3 separate regions of the Mus musculus genome follow, and all the other regions are linked to region 1. A link is a contact called in public promoter capture Hi-C data. All regions are on one chromosome and are shown on one strand. The core of a region is the stretch at or near the end of the contact, and the rest is flanking DNA. Distances in the headings are between cores, read along the strand shown.

The links. Capture Hi-C pulls out chosen DNA fragments and counts their contacts.
Region 2: a contact with region 1 is called in a promoter capture Hi-C map of liver. The contact joins the promoter of Nelfb here to the promoter of Grin1 in region 1. A contact is called at or near these places in 17 of 39 promoter capture datasets (3T3-L1-derived adipocytes, the HPC-7 cell line, HPC-7-derived erythroid cells and 12 more), 2 of 15 datasets of contacts at CTCF or cohesin (the NIH/3T3 cell line and embryonic stem cells), 4 of 484 Hi-C or Micro-C datasets (the HPC-7 cell line, female germline stem cell-derived STRA8 germ cells, neural progenitor cells and 1 more), 10 of 115 datasets of contacts at active chromatin or transcription factors (the 230-238 cell line, the HPC-7 cell line, cardiomyocytes and 6 more) and 3 of 9 other capture datasets (adipose tissue, liver and pancreatic islet).
Region 3: a contact with region 1 is called in a promoter capture Hi-C map of adipose tissue. The contact joins the promoter of Abca2 here to the promoter of Grin1 in region 1. A contact is called at or near these places in 14 of 39 promoter capture datasets (the 3T3-L1 cell line, 3T3-L1-derived adipocytes, the C10 cell line and 8 more), 2 of 484 Hi-C or Micro-C datasets (both in embryonic stem cells), 3 of 115 datasets of contacts at active chromatin or transcription factors (effector CD8 T cells, embryonic stem cells and pancreatic cancer cells) and 3 of 9 other capture datasets (adipose tissue, liver and pancreatic islet).

Annotation. Positions count from the first base shown.
Region 1 is chr2:25,317,729-25,320,736 of GRCm38.p6, reverse strand. Grin1 (glutamate receptor, ionotropic, NMDA1 (zeta 1)) reads left to right here and starts at 1,550. Exons shown (of 20, transcript NM_008169.3): 1 at 1,550-2,108. The coding sequence starts at 1,851.
Region 2 is chr2:25,210,032-25,213,039 of GRCm38.p6, reverse strand. Nelfb (negative elongation factor complex member B) reads left to right here and starts at 1,551. Exons shown (of 13, transcript NM_021393.3): 1 at 1,551-1,938; 2 at 2,168-2,331; 3 at 2,503-2,602; 4 at 2,956-3,008. The coding sequence starts at 1,693. It overlaps Stpg3 (sperm tail PG rich repeat containing 3), which reads left to right. Exons shown (of 6, transcript NM_028961.1): 6 at 1-481. The coding sequence ends at 1.
Region 3 is chr2:25,426,971-25,429,978 of GRCm38.p6, reverse strand. It overlaps Abca2 (ATP-binding cassette, sub-family A (ABC1), member 2), which reads right to left and starts at 1,380. Exons shown (of 49, transcript NM_001368624.1): 1 at 1,144-1,380. The coding sequence starts at 1,209.

The sequences.
Region 1 (3,008 bases), core at 301-2,800:
CATGAAGTGACAGAGCCCAGGCCCACCCCTATACAGCCTTCAGGCCCTGACTTGTCAGAAACCACAGATGTCTGGAGATGGCCCCAACATGTGTGCAGATGGTGCCAGCTCCGGGACTCCTGAAAGCTGTTAGAGCCTCGAGGCCATGAGGCTGAGCTCTTTCCTCTGTGTTCTTTAATGCCAGAACAGAGAGTGTGCAGACATGGAACCTCCGGGCAGCAGAGAAAAGAAAGGGAGCCAAGACAGGGGTCTTAGACAGTGCCACAGGCCTGCCTGTCCTCTGCTCTGGAAGACAGCTTTAACAAGAGGACTCAGGAGTGTGAACGTGTGGGTCCAGGATTCTCCCCTGCACTGCTCAGCACATAGGTGTGACGACCTCCTCCTTTATCCCCTAGGAAGCATTTACAGGGGAGCCTGCAAAATCCTGGTTGCTATTGGAAATACTGATGTCACTGGCAGGGGTGGAGCTTCAGCAGTTTTTTTTTTTTTTTTAATTTGGGAAAGGCTGTACTTTACATGGCAGGAGGGGGACAAAGAATTAGGATTGCCAGACTGAGAAACAAGGAGAGCTCTGGGAAATGACTGCTGGGAGCAAGATGCAGTTCACACTGGTGAACAGCCAAAGAGAGGAAGCAGGGAATACAAAATAATCTAATTCAGACAGTGCTGCCTGATGTCTAACCTTGCTTTAGCTGCTATAAACAGCTTCCTCTGTCCTTGGTCTCCTTCAGGTCTCCTAGAAGGTACCACTCTATAGTAGAGGAGCCAATGTCACACCTATTTTTTCTTTTTCTTCTTTTTAAATTTTCTTTCTTTTCTTTTCTTTCCTTTCCTTCCCCCCCCCCCCCCCCGAGACAGGGTTTCTCTGTATAGCCCTGGCTGTCCTGGAACTCACTTTGTAGACCAGGCTGGCCTCGAACTCAGAAATCTGCCTGCCTCTGCCTTCAGAGTGCTGGGATTAAAGTCGTGCACCACCTCCGCCCGGCCGTCACACCTATTCTTAACCTCCAGAAGGGAGTCTAAGTCACGGATCCAAGGTGTGGTGTTCCCCTCCCTCCAATTTGGTTTTATTTATTTATAGACAGATCCTGTTACTCACTATGTAGCCCAGGCTGGCCTTGAACTCTAGCAATCCTATCTCACCCTCTAGAGTGTATCCAACTCTCTCCTATAATACTGAGCCCTATCAGAAGGAAATCACCAATATCCTTCCCCCAGCGGTATAGAGGGACAGGGCCTCTTCCTGACCTTGGAAGAATCAAGTCCCAAAATATTACAAACTGTAGGTAAGAACTTCTACTTGAGCGCGCACACTCAAGCATTCACAATGCATTCCCTCCTGTTTAAATACACTTAAGAGTGCAGGTGCACGTGGTGATAAGAAACCCGGCTCAGCTATCGCAAGTCGGGACCACACGGATGACTGTCCCTGGTTCTCTGTATGCTAACGCGCGTGCACATGCCCACGTGGGCGCGTCTCACTCGCGCGCTCCAAGCATTTACGCCAACGCAGGCGCGCGTCAGGAGGCGCGCGCTCGACTCCGCGTCAGGAAGCGGGGGCGGTGGGAGGGGTAGAACGCGTAGGTCCCGCTCACGACTCCGCAGCTGCTGCAGTCGCCGCAGCATCGGGACCAGTCGCACAGTCCAGGCAGCTGTCTTTTTCGCCTTTTCCGCGCGGGTGTTCGAGCAGCGCCCAATACGCTTCAGCACCTCGGACAGCACCCGCCGCGCTCGCCCTGGGCTCCTGAAGAATCCGCGGGTGCTTGACCGCGCGGGGGCCCGGGGGTCCGTACATCGCGAGGTGGTCGCGCTCGCGCAACCCAGAACCAGGCCCGCTGTGCCCGAGGCTCATGAGCACCATGCACCTGCTGACATTCGCCCTGCTTTTCTCCTGCTCCTTCGCCCGCGCTGCCTGCGACCCCAAGATTGTCAACATCGGCGCGGTGCTGAGCACGCGCAAGCACGAGCAGATGTTCCGCGAGGCAGTAAACCAGGCCAATAAGCGACACGGCTCTTGGAAGATACAGCTCAACGCCACTTCTGTCACCCACAAGCCCAACGCCATACAGATGGCCCTGTCAGTGTGTGAGGACCTCATCTCTAGCCAGGTGACCACTACTTCCTCTCTCCCCTGCTCCTCCACCATCCTCCACTGCCCCAGTTTCATTCGATCCTTCCCTGGTCCTTCTCAGTCTCCTTACCAGACCACCCCAAGCCAACTGGTCCCTGGAAAGGCCTGGGACAAATGTCTGTGTCTGCTGGTTCCCCCTGGACTGGTCCTCAGAGGACCATGTGTGCTGTCATGTGACTATCATTGGTGATCTGTTCCATCTAGTCAGTGTGGTTCTAGACATTTTGAGCACAAGATGGAGGAGCACTTCAGGGAACTGGCTGGATGAGGCCTGGGGCTATCTTTGTTTCTTTCCTTACCTCTCTTCCCTTCCCCCATTCATGGGTCTGCATAGGATGGTCCAGGTGCCAGAGCAAACAGGCTCTGCAGGGGTTGGAGTGAGGACTGCGCATGCCAGAGACACCAAGGCACAGAGTGGGAGCTGAGTGCAGTGTGCTGCAGGGGAGGACATGTTGCTGGTGAAGCTGTCCTCCCCTAGCTGAACTGGCTGCTGAATTCCAATGAAGCCATGAGAGTCACTGCAATGCACCATCTTATGTAAAATGAGGACAGGAACAGAGACTGTGCCAAGTCTATTAATACTTGCTTTTCAAAGGACATCTACATCCATGAACATATCTGCTCACACACATGTTCATGCACATGGCACTAGCACACACTACGTCTCAAAATAACACAGTCAACTGCACATGCTCACTCACACACATCTGTATATCCATGGACACCCTGCTTGATATGGTCAGTGCACATAGCAACACTGCTTCCATCATGAGAGTCCTATATCAAGATAGACACACTGGTGTGTATAGTGCAAACATGCTCCAGCCCTTGCTCAAGAATACCTACATACCTTCATACACATGCATACCTACATACA
Region 2 (3,008 bases), core at 302-2,801, 110 kb after region 1:
GGCCCATCGGGTATAGGTTGCAAAGCTGACCTCTCTTGAGGCTTACCAAGGCTTCCTTTGGAACTCTTTGTCTATAGCCGGCTTTCTGATCCTCTAGACACCCCTCACCCACTCTTCTGGCTTAGGCTGTCCAACAAGAAGAGTCTTCCCAGAGTCCCCTTTCACCCCACTATACCAAGATGCAAATGATTCTTCTGAACTGTGGTCTCTGGTGTGCCTGGTTGCCCATCCTTTGCCCAATGGGCTGTCTTGAATATGTGGCTTTCTGCTTCCCTGGTATTTCTGGCTTTCTCTGTTCCTGCGTGGTGTTCTTTTCTTCAGGATTGAAATGGCAGTCTGGGAACTAACCCTAAGCTTTCTGACCTAGGATAGAATAGGAAAAGGCAATGTGGGACAATCTAATCCACTCACCTAAGGTCCAGCATCTACCTGAGGATCAGGGATGCTTGCTGGGCTGAGGAACTATTGGGATGGGATGGGAAGTCAGAACCTGGGGTGCAGACACCTGTCTGCAGACAGCCTTGCCTAGCCCACTGAGGTAGGACCCAGGGAATCAGCTCACCAGACACTGGCCCTACTCCCCTGGAGCCTTGACCTGAAGAGTCAACTGGGTTTGGTAACTTGTGTTCTGAGAACCCACGCCCAAAGCCTTCCCACCCTAGCCCCTGCCCAATGATGGTTCCCTCAGCACTGTTGATCTGCCTTCCTACTTAGAAGTAGCCCCCTTCAGGAGCCTTGCCCTGCAGCTAGTAATAGCAATTTCTCCAGAGCTCTCTCCATACTTTCTTCCACACCCAGACACAGATCTCACTAAAGAACGTTTTTAAAATGTATTTTATGTGTATGGTGTTTTGTTTGCTTGTATGTATGTGTATGTGTGCTTAGTACCCAGAAGACATTAGATTCCTTGGAAGTGACGTTACAGAGCTGCTATGTAGGTGCTGGAACTGAACCCAGGCCCCCTGCAATAAGCAGAAAACGTTCTTAACTGCTGAGCTATTATTTTCCTAGCTCTCAGAGCTGATTTCTTTCTTTCTTTCCATCCTCCCCAGACAGGCCCTGGCTGTCTTGGAAGTTACTGTGTAAACCAGGCTAGTCCTGAACTAACAGAGAGTCTCCTGGTTCTACCTCCCAAGTGCTAGGATTAAAGATATGCATCATTGCCAAGTGTGACAGCACAAGCCTTTAACCCCAGCAGTCAGGAAGCAGAGGGTCTGAGTTTGAGACAACCAAGTCTAAAGTGTCCATGTCTCAAGGGGGAAAAAAATTGTACTACTAAGCCCAAACCAGAACTCACTTAAAAAGTGACTTCATTTATGCATATAAATGCATGTATGTCTGTATACCCCATGGTGCTTGTGGAGGTCAGAAGAGGGCATCAGATCCCCTGAAACTGTCGTAGGTTCTGGTTCCCAGAGAGCAGTCGAACTGAAAAGCTGAAATTTTCATCGTACTGACAAGAGCGCGGGCTAGAGTGGCTAAGGCCTCCGGAGATGGGGTAACTTCACATCTCGACCCCGCCCCTTGAGCACGTTCTCACGACCTCTCACTGGGTAGCAAGTCGCTGCTCGGAACCTGCGGGCGGCGGAGGCGTTTTCCCGGGGCCTATTGGCTGCTGGACCTAGGCAGTCAAGGGCGGAAGTGGGAGGTGTGGGTCCGTGCGAGCTGCTCTGCTGACGCGATCTGGCCACACTGGAGGCGGCGGGCGAACGGGGCTTGGGGGGTCCTCGTGGCACCGTGGAGAGGGCTTCTGGGGCTCCGTCAGGGTCCGCTACGGCTCCAGCGGAGCGCGGTGGGGATGGGGTACACAGCCGAGCGTCCGCCGGAGCCTCCGCCATGTTCGCGGGGCTCCAGGACCTGGGCGTGGCCAATGGCGAGGACCTGAAAGAGACCCTGACCAACTGCACCGAGCCTCTCAAGGCCATTGAACAATTTCAGGTGGGCAGAAGGGGCCGGGGCAGCTAGGGAAGCTGGACACAATTCGGCGCGCTCCCGACGCTTGGATGGAGGCGCTAAAGGTTCTGCGCTAGGGACCCGCTGAGTAACTGAGTGTTTTCCCTTTTCCGCTGTTACTATGGCGGACCCTAGTACTCGGCATCCGTGGTGTCCGTGCTGACTTGGCTGCGGCCAAGCAAAATGCGTACGCGTTTACCCTCTGCTTCTCCAGACAGAGAATGGCGTGTTGCTGCCTTCCCTGCAGTCGGCCCTGCCCTTCTTGGATCTACACGGGACACCGCGGCTGGAGTTCCATCAGTCAGTGTTTGATGAACTACGTGACAAACTTCTGGAACGAGTGTCAGCAATTGCCTCTGAGGGAAAGGCAGAGGAGAGGTGGGTCTCTACCAGGAAGCTGCTTATCTTTGTGAGTAGCATTGATGGTCTCCATGGCTGCACAGCCCTACCTGTAGATACAACCTGGAATGGAATGTGTTTGAGGGATTCCTCTTCTCTGTATGTTCTGCATGTGGAGACACACTTCCTCAGCTGTGCAAATCTGTGCAGGTACAAGAAGCTGGAAGACCTTCTGGAAAAGAGCTTTTCTTTGGTCAAGATGCCATCCCTACAACCAGTGGTGATGTGTGTTATGAAACACTTGCCCAAGGTGAGAACTGTGGGGCCAGCCTCTCAGACTGTGTGTTTAGTGCAGGAAGTTGCTTAGCTCTGGGAAAGTTTGATGGACTTGCCCTCCAGCAAGCTCTGGGCCCCTTCTTTATATCACACACTTCCCCTGGTTGAGCCAAATGGAAATATTTATCCCTTGAAGTGCAGGGTGGGTCTTTTGTGGGAAGAGGACTGTGGAGATTCTGGATGCCTGAATTCACCTGCTAAGAGTTGGAGGTCCATCACAGTCTGGGCTCTGTAGGGTCTGTGGGCAGCTGAGGCCTCATGGAGGCAGCTGTGTCCTCATGGCGACACAGGCAGGGCTTGCAGGGAGCTGTGGTGTTTACTGTGTAGGTTCCTGAGAAGAAGCTGAAGCTGGTGATGGCTGACAAGGAGTTGTACCGGGC
Region 3 (3,008 bases), core at 131-2,630, 110 kb before region 1:
CCTGGCAATCAGCCAGGGCCAGGTGCCCACGGGAATTCTGCCAGGCTGTGGTGATGACTGCTACCCACCCTGCCTACAGACCAGAGTTTCTTATTATGAATCTAAAGTACTCAAAGAACATAGGTGGAGTGTTGCTGCCCAAGGGGTCCCTGGGTATGAGCTGGTTAAGGCCCTTCTTTTAGGTCCTGCACTCTCTTGTCTCCATCCTGGAAAATCCCAAGGGCCCTCGGACACTCTTGCTGGCCCAGGACTCTCTGGATGCCCTTGCTCTTCCAGGGACTGGGATGAAAACCAACACTGCAAACGCCATCCGTGCCTGGCATCCTGCTCCTCACACAGGACTCGTACCCCAACACTCTTTATACCCTGCCTGGCCTAGACAGGTACTAAGAAGCTCAGCAGAACCCAGCCCCAAGAGAGGCCCAAGGCAGGAGAAATCAGAGGAGCAGCCTCAGGAGAAACTGGCCCCAAAGGGTGCTGGGATTTAACAGGTTGAGTCCACACAACAAGGACATTCCCAGGGATGAGAAAGCAGGAGTAAGGGTTGTGACTTGCCAGGATGGGTTAGGAAAGGAGATGAAGGGAGGAGAAGGTGGTGGTGGTGGTGGTGGTGGTAGTGGTGGAGGAAGAGGAGGAGGAGGAGGAAGAGGAGGAGGGCGGTAGCAGCGGCGGCGAAGGCTGTTTGGTACCAGCTTCAGCCTAAGGTGCTTGCCCAAGGGCAGAGTACCAGTAAAGGGAATGAAAAGACAGGTTCCTATGGGGGCCCCAGAGATGATGGGACCAGGGCTCTGAGTCCCTAAGCTGAATGGTGTGTCCCAGCTAGCGCTCTGGACCAGGAACCTGCACCTAGCTCTAGCTGAAGTCCAGGGACCACCTGCCCCCACCCCAGCCTGCCAGAAAGCGCTGCGGAGGGCGCCGGCCCGTGACTCAGCCGTGCGCTGCGAGTGTCAGCGGACCAGGGCACAGCCGAACCCACTGCCGGAGGCCCGGAAGCCCGCGGAATCGTCCGGCCCCGAACAGGGTCTCCGGTGGCGCCCTCCCGGGGTCTGCGCGCGCCTGGACACTGCACGTGCACGCGGAGAGCGCACCGGCAAATTGGGCGCGCGGCCTGCGAGCCCCTAAGGGCGGGCGCGGCTCGCTCACCGGGCTCCGGCGCTTCAGCGTCACGTTCTTCCAGAGCAGCAGCTGCAGCTGGTGCAGGAAGCCCATGGCCGGGCCGCGCTCCGCCGCTTCAGCGCCGCGGCCCTGTCCTCTGCGCGCCCCGCCGGGCCCCGCTGCCGGCCGCGCCGCTCGGCATCGCCCGCGCGGGGGCGGGGCGCTCGAGAGTCCAGGACCTGCTGCTCGCAGGCTCCGCCCCGGCGGCCGCAGCTACAGAGACTCGTCGCGCCCGCGCCCGTCGCCCCCACTTAAAGGCGTCTCTGCGCCCGGGTAGCCGCCAGGGGGCGCCCGCGCCCGCCTGCACCTGCGCACAGCACTAGGCCTCGCTGCTCACTGGACCCATAATGCAGTGTTTCCAAGATCCCTCACAGCCCCCATCTAAACCAAGATCCCGGCTCGCACCTTTCCGAGGTCTAGGGAGAACGCAGGTACCCTATGCTTCTCCCAGGAGATTCCAAATATGAGTCTCCAATTGAGAGATTTACGCAGAGGGGTACCCAAGGTGTTTACTGTCCTGTTTGGAAAACTGAAGGAGGCTTGGTCACCATTAGATTGACCCTCCTCACTTGTAGAGACAGGAAGCAGGGTCAGTCACTCATTTAGAGGAGAGACATTGGTCCGTTAGGAGAATCCCATCGCGGCTTGAGGTGCAACAACACGATGTGACTTAGATATTTTAAAGAGGAGCCTGATGAGAGGGACTGCGGTAGTTCGACCACCTTCACAAAAGCATTCTGTGTTCCTCATAGACGAGCCACCACCTGCTGATGAAATGGCGTTTACCTAGATTATCAAAATGCAGAGCAACAGCAGGTCATGGCAGATTTACCTTTAACCCAGCGCTCAGCTCAGGGAGGCAGAGAAAAGCAGATCTTTGTGAGTTCAAGTCCACACTGGTCTACATAGAGAGACCATATCTCAATAAAATAAATAATAGAGAGCAACCACGCACGTGTAATCCCAGCATCAAAAAGGCAGAGGCAGAAGGGATGAAGTATTCAAGGTCATCCTTGGTTATATAGAGAATTCAAAGCTAGCCTGCGCAACATGAGACCCTGTCCAAAATACTCTCTCTCTCTCTCTCTCTCTCTCTCTCTCTCTCTCTCTGCAGGTGGAGACAGCTGTTTTGAGGTCCAGGGTATCATCCAAACACATTTCTTACATAGTTTTAACTGAATTTAGAACACGTAAGGTGCATATGCCTGGGGTCACTGCAGTCCACCTGCGATTTCCATGCAGGTGAGGCAGATGCCCAGCGGGCAGGGCAGCAGAAATGCTTACCAGGTATGAAGAGCTAGACACACCACGTGAAGGGCTGGGTGTGCATAACCGGAAACTGCTACAGGTCAGAGAGCCCTAATTCTGACCTGAGAAAGTTAGGTTTATATTCAAAATGATGCTGAGACATCACAACTGTGAAAATTTACCACAGTCATCCATTGTGACTACCAGATCAGGCCTCCCTGCTCTAGCCAGACTGCACAAAAGGGGCTGGAAAGCAGGGGTGACTGAGAAGACAGGTTGTCCCTTATATAAGAGGTTTACTTGCTACCCCAACACCACCCACCTCCCCACCTACTCCATATTCATGTAAGCCTAGCATCTTTCTGCTCTTAGAGCCTGGCCTTTGGTGGGTCCTTAGAAGTGTTTGAATGTGGGCCTATTGATACTGTCACAGGACTATTTTCTCCAATATGGCAGGCAGGGGGCAGCAGAGAGCCACTAGCTGTGGTCCTGAGGACTGTGTCTGAAGACTGCAGGCCAGTTTGGGTTTCCCCGGCCTATGAATAGGAGGGGGAGGCTGTGTGGTATTCAGCCTGGGACATGCAGTTTGCTCTTAAAGTGAATGC